2 separate regions of the Rattus norvegicus genome follow, and region 2 is linked to region 1. The links are chromatin contacts, called in public Hi-C maps. All regions are on one chromosome and are shown on one strand. Each heading gives the region's core, a stretch centred on a gene start, on an enhancer-like site or on the middle of the called end of the contact. The rest is flanking DNA. Distances are from core to core; before and after follow the strand shown. Region 1 holds the start of Mtfmt (mitochondrial methionyl-tRNA formyltransferase). Region 2 holds the start of Pif1 (PIF1 5'-to-3' DNA helicase).

Evidence for each region. Hi-C and Micro-C count contacts between places; a contact is called where the count stands out from the background.
Region 2: a contact with region 1 is called in a Hi-C map of liver, with 3 times the contacts expected there. The contact joins the promoter of Pif1 here to the promoter of Mtfmt in region 1. A contact is called at or near these places in 7 of 12 Hi-C or Micro-C datasets (the A7r5 cell line, the Rat2 cell line, Schwann cells and 3 more).

What each region holds. Positions count from the first base shown.
Region 1 is chr8:74,847,391-74,850,415 of GRCr8, reverse strand. It overlaps Mtfmt (mitochondrial methionyl-tRNA formyltransferase), which reads right to left and starts at 1,452. Exons shown (of 9, transcript NM_001009697.1): 1 at 1,241-1,452; 2 at 1-83. The coding sequence starts at 1,434.
Region 2 is chr8:75,005,550-75,008,597 of GRCr8, reverse strand. It overlaps Pif1 (PIF1 5'-to-3' DNA helicase), which reads right to left and starts at 1,745. Exons shown (of 12, transcript NM_001044253.1): 1 at 1,199-1,745; 2 at 468-600; 3 at 261-386; 4 at 1-150. The coding sequence starts at 1,744.

The DNA of each region.
Region 1 (3,025 bases), core at 203-2,702:
GCTTCACAGGTAGTCCTTTAGGGGATATCGAAGGCACCGTGACAACCTCCAGTTTCTCAATTAACTTTTCCTCTTTGTTGTCTCTGAATTAGAAAGATTGGGGGAAAAAAAATCATGTCAGGGCAACAGCTCAAAGCTAAACTACTTCATGCACAGCAAAGCTATTTTTATGATTAAACCCATGGCTAAACTAACTTAGAGCTAAAATAATTAAGACCCCCCCCCCGGAGCTGGGGACCGAACCCAGGGCCTTGCGCTTGCTAGGCAAGCGCTCTACCACTGAGCTAAATCCCCAACCCCCATAATTAAGACTTTTGCAACCAACAAATAGAGTTTTACATTTAATACAAAAAATCAAATTTTATCTTTTATTATTACTGTGTACGTGGTGCAGGCGTGTGCTACCGTATGTGTGTGGAAATGAGAGGAAAACTTTGAGGAGTCAGTTCTCTCCTTATAGCATCAAGAGTGTGTAGTTCACAGTTGCCTGTAACTCCGGCTCCAGGGAATCTGATTCCCCTCTTTCGGCCTCCACAGACACATGCTCAGAGGCACACACATACAAACAAAATTTAAAAATAAAAATTTTCTTTAAAAAGAGAAGTATCTGGGGGTTGGGGATTTAGCTCAGTGGTAGAGCGCTTGACTAGCAAGAGCAAGGCCCTGGGTTCGGTCCCCAGCTCCGAAAAAAAGAAAAAAGAAAAAAAAAAAAAAAAAAAGAGAGAGGTATCTGTAGGAAGGCAGGGATGGAGGTGAGAGAACCAGGGAAGGGGACATGCCAGGAAACAAGGGACCGATAAATAACCAAATAACCTTAGGCTGGGAGGGAAGTGAGGTGGTAGAGATAGCAGACTTCCAGGACTTTCTCCCTAGTAGCCAAAGTGTGTTAAGTCACATAAATATTAGATGTATACGAAACTGTTGAAAACGGTTCGTTAGAGGCTGTTCAGGCCTAACTGGAGGCCACCAACAGGAGGGCTGAGCAGCCGCAGCAACAACTGGAAGGGACGAACTTTGGAGTCACAGCCCATTACAGCTAACCGGCTCCGCCCACGGCCCTGGGCACTGGCCGGGCCTCGCCAAGTACTGGTTCCCAGGCGCAGGGGGATGGAGGGTCTGCTCGCAGGTGCTGCAGGAGCCACAGGAGCTCCGCGGGCCGGGATCCAACGGGGTGCCTTCCCAGGACCCCAGCTGGCTTGGGGTCGCCGCCGCGGCTCGGCATAGGACCCCGCCTCGATACCTGGCAGCGTGCAGCGCCCGCAGGGCTTCCCGGGCAAAGTGGTCGGTGCCGAAGAACAGCACCCGCCAAGGTGGCTTCTCGCGGACCCGGGAGCTTCGGCGGTCCTTCCCGCTGAACCCAGCAGGTGACTGACAGGAACAGCGTGGCCTCCTTCCCGCCAGCCACGGACCCCAGCAACGCCGCGGAAGAAGCATCACCTCGGCCCGCAGCGGCCCACCATGCGCATGCGTGCCCAGGGGGCGGAGCATAGGGCTCAAAGGCCTAAGCACACGCAGAGGACGAGGCGGGGCCTGCCGCTTTGGAGGCGTGGCCCAACTGAGTAATCACTAAGAAAGAAATTTGAGTGTATTTTGATGTGTATTATTTAGCCCAGCTAAAGAACACTGCAGATACGTACACACAAGCGAGACACTCACATGAATAAAATAAAATGAACCTTTAAAAGAAACTATTTTTAAAAACTTTACAAATTGGGCTGGAAACATGGCTCAGTGGTTAAGAGCACTGACTGGTCTTCCAGAGGTCCTGAGTTCAATTCCCAGCAACCACGTGGTGGCTCACAACCATCTGTAATGAGAGCTGGTGCCCTCTTCTGGCCTGCAGGCATACATACAGGCAGAACACTGTATACATAATAAATAAATCTTAAAAAAAAACCTTTACAAATTAATTTTTAAAATTTATTTTTGTTTTATGTGCTTTTGGTGTTTTGCTTGCATGTATGTCTATGAAATTCCCTACTACTCGAGATAGTTATGAGCTGCCACGTGGGCCTGGGAATTGAACCTGGGTCCTTTGGAAGGGAAGCCAGTGCTCTTAACTGCTGAGCCATCTCTCCAGTCCCACGAATTTATTTTTAATTATGTGTATGTCTGACTGTCTTGTCCTATATGTGTGCTTAGAACTGAATTCGGGGTGTGTGTGTGTCCCATGTGCCTGCTGGGAACTGAACTTTTGCAACAGCTTTTAAAGTAAATATGTGTGAATGTTTGCTTGCGTACATGTATGTGCACCACATGTGTGCTTGTTGGAACTGGAGATCAGATGGCTGTGAGCCACCATGTTGAAGCTGGGAATTGAACCCAGGTCTCTCAACCCTGACCTCTGCACCACCACCAACGCTGCCGCCACTGAGGTCACTGCAGAAAGAACTCATTCGAGAACAAATCTCACATCTTGTCAGATCATGATACAATAAACATAGTATAATTTTCTCAGCCACTACAACTAACAGTTATTACACCACAATTTACATATTTCATGTCTATTATTTCAGATGACCCATCCAAGGGAGCTATTATCTCAACCCTTGTAATTGAAGAGACCTGATACCCAGTGGGCCAATAAGGTCTACAGTGCTGGAAGGTGCCAGACTTGGAGTGGGGTAAGGGTCCTGTCCCTCCAGCTCCAAAGTCATGATCATAACTATTTGACCTGGACAGAAATCTTAGCTACTAAGCAACTCAGCATTCCCCCTTACACTCGAGGAAACTAAGGCTTGCTTACTTCTCCAAAGTCATGCCACGAACCTTAGATTCTCTTTAGATCTTCACACCTTGCATGTGGGATACTATCAGGAAGATGATAGGAGAAACAAGGCATGAGCTGTCTGCCTGAGACCTCTGAAGACCATTGGTGTTCAGATGTGTGTTTCCAAGGCAGGTAACGTTGGGTTCCTTAATGTGGGCCATGCCTGTGAAGCTGGCTCTAGTAACACAGTGACATCAAGCTCTTCTCTCATCCAATTCCTGATACATGGCCTGAAACCCAGAGGCCCTGGACCAA
Region 2 (3,048 bases), core at 496-2,995, 160 kb before region 1:
CCACAGCTTCCAACTTGTCAAAGAAGTCTGCCTCTACCATGGAGATCTCATCAATGACCAAACGCTGGCAGTTCAGCCAGCCCTGCCGCACACCAGGCCGATGGGCCAGAGCCACACACTGGGCCAGGGGAGCCTGGCCTGAACCGATGCCTAGGAGTGACACTATTCAGTCTGTGCTGAAACCCCGGCGCCCCCTCCCCCCATCTCTCCTTCCACAAGTCTGGCGTGCTCTTAACCCAAGCCCAGGGGTTCACACTTACCTGCAAAGGCATGAAGGGTGGTGCCCCCAATGTGGCAGGCTGCCACCCCAGTGCTGGCAGTGGCCACAGTGCCAGTAGGAGGCAGGGAACCCAGGATATGTTTCAGCAGGTAGGACTTCCCTGTCCCTGGTGGGTAGACAAAGTCAGAGCTGCCTGCTCCCCGGTGCCACCCTAGAGCTACCCACCACGCCATTCTTTCTCTATTACCTGCACTCCCGGTAAAGAATATGCTCTGGCCTTTCAGAACCATCCGCAGCACAGCGGCCTGCTCTTCGGAAAGCTTCGGTTTGCTGGAGGGCATGCGTAGCTTCTTCACAGGCAGGGGCCACCTTGGAGCTTCCTGGGAGGAACAGGGCTGTGTCAGAACCTCCTGCCATGTTGCTTGGTCTGTATGCATTGCAAAACAGCCCTTTGCTTTGTTCTAGGCTTCACTTGGAACTTTGAGCAGGTCTGGGTCATCTGAAGACAGTCCCAACGGATACTAGCCTCCACTTCTGGCTTTTCACCCGTTCAATGCCAGGCGTCTTAGACTGGCGACCACACCTGATTGCATCTAAAAGCTTTGTCAGACTCTCCTGACGGGTTTTCTCCTCAGGTGATTGGATTATTGCCTGTTCCTGACCCGCTCCGTTCCAAAAGCTCCTCTCTTCTGGGACTCTAATACTCTTTCTTCCTTCCTAAGTTTCCTTGCCTGGTCTTCTCTGCCACTATCTCTTTGGATATGGCCTGGATGCTATTTTCCTGTTCTCAGCTTATCTAAAGAATTACTGGAGGGGAAGCATGGGTGATTTACAGCTCATCATCACCGTTCTCAAATGATGGGCATTTCAGATCACCAGCTGTCTCCTTAATACTGCTGACTATCTTCCCCCAACCTCGGACCTCCTGGGTTTCCTTGATCCTCAATAAAAGCTCTCCACTCCCTTTCTGGTCCTCACCATACTAGGCTGGGATTCCATTGGCCGCTTTTCCAGCGCTGAGTCTGGAGCCTTGGTGGCCGCAGCACGGCGCAGTTCCTCCGGCTGCACTGGACTGATCGTGACAAAGTCTCGGGGCCGCGGACCGAGCAATTGCGCACGGGCAGAGGCGGGTCCCGGCCCAGGGGCGACCGCCAGCTTCAGGCGCAGGGTGCGCAGGAAGCGGCGCAAGCGCTCCGGGGGACAGTCAGAGAGCAGCAGTTGCACTGAGCCAGCCCGGGGCACGCCATCGGCCGGGAGTCGCAAAGTGCTGCGCCCAACTGCGGCGAAGCGGGTGAAGAGGCGCACGGCGCGCAGTGGGAAACAGCGTGGCCGCCCTTCGGGTCCGGGTGCCTGCAGTCGCAGCATCAACTCGCGGCGTTCATTCCGACCTAGGCTCAGCTCTGCGGCGCGCAGAGCCTGGCGCTTGCGAGGTTGCCCTCCAGGACTCAGCTCCTCTACGGCTACCCGGCACCGCAGCTCGGTGTCATCACATTCATCGGTCGCCACCTCAGTGCTAGAAGGCATCTCCAATGCCTCTGCAGGCGTTCAGGGACCGAAGCACACAAGTCACAGAAAATCGGGGTGTAATAGGCAGTATGGCTGCCGTGACAGAAAATCCTGTCCAGATCACTTAGGGTCAAGCAGGTTGTCACTGGTAACAGGAGGTGCCACCAAGATATTCCAAGCACTCTAGAGCGAGGAGAAACGTCCTCTGCTGTAGCTCTCGGAGAGGTGGAAGGTGGCATTAACTGCACTTAGGACTGACGAGCAACTGTCCTGCAATGGCCACATTAGAAAGGTGTTCCTGAACAGAAAAAAAAAAAAAAAGACCCACCCAGGCCAACACCGGACTCATCAGGGACTTCTACCCAGGAAGCAGAACAATAACCACACGTTGGGCGATGGGAAGGAGACTGGCTGGAGGTGAAAACAGGCTGAGACAGGCACACCCCCTTCATAAACCAATTAGTAGGTATCAGGGTCAGTGTGATTCCAGTGCTTTGGAAAGGGTGAATTCTTAGGGAATGTATGGAACCTCCGGGCCCAGGAATCCATTGTCCCTCCGTCTGACCCACGAATCAGTACCTCTCCCAGCGAGGATCACTAAAATAGTCACGTTCTTTGCCTCCCACCTCAAGGATCCGACAGACTCACTGGTTGCTTTCGGATGAAAAGGCAGATCTGAACCGGCCGGCAGCAAAGCCAAGGCACTAAGAACTTTCAAATACTAGGAATAAAAAAATTACCCAATCACCGGCCTGGTCTTTAAATTCTCTAGCCAATCAGGGACAGGAGCGGGGGCGTGTCCAGGGGCGGGCGTTTCTTCGGCGTTCCAACAGTTAACCAGAACCAGCCTTTTTGTGTTGGGGGAGCGTGCGTTTTAGAGTTCCACGTGTGGGCGTGGCGGGGTAGGGAAGGGGCTGCGGTTCCAAGGCTCATGGTGTACTGTCGCCGAGGCGGTTCTGAAGATTTGAGAACCGTTTTATTTACACGGCCTGCTTTTCTCACACCCACCACCGCCACCTGGCTGTGCTTAGCCTTGGGGAGAAACTACCTAGTCCTTTGCACACCCTGTTCCCACCCACAGAACCATTGTCTCCTGTTCAGGTCATTCCCTGGGCCAGCCATGTCCGCTTCCCTGTTCCCTTATTTATTTATTTTTCCCCTTCTCTGCCCCCCTAAGAATTATTCTATACATTTGTCTCTTTTACCGTGCTGAGACCAGTGTCAGATGTCCAGTTGTTATAAAGGAAGCCAGTGAGTCCTTGTTCTCAGGGAATTCTTACTCCTCTTGTTGCTTTGATTGCGCAGAGAATGTATTTTTTTTC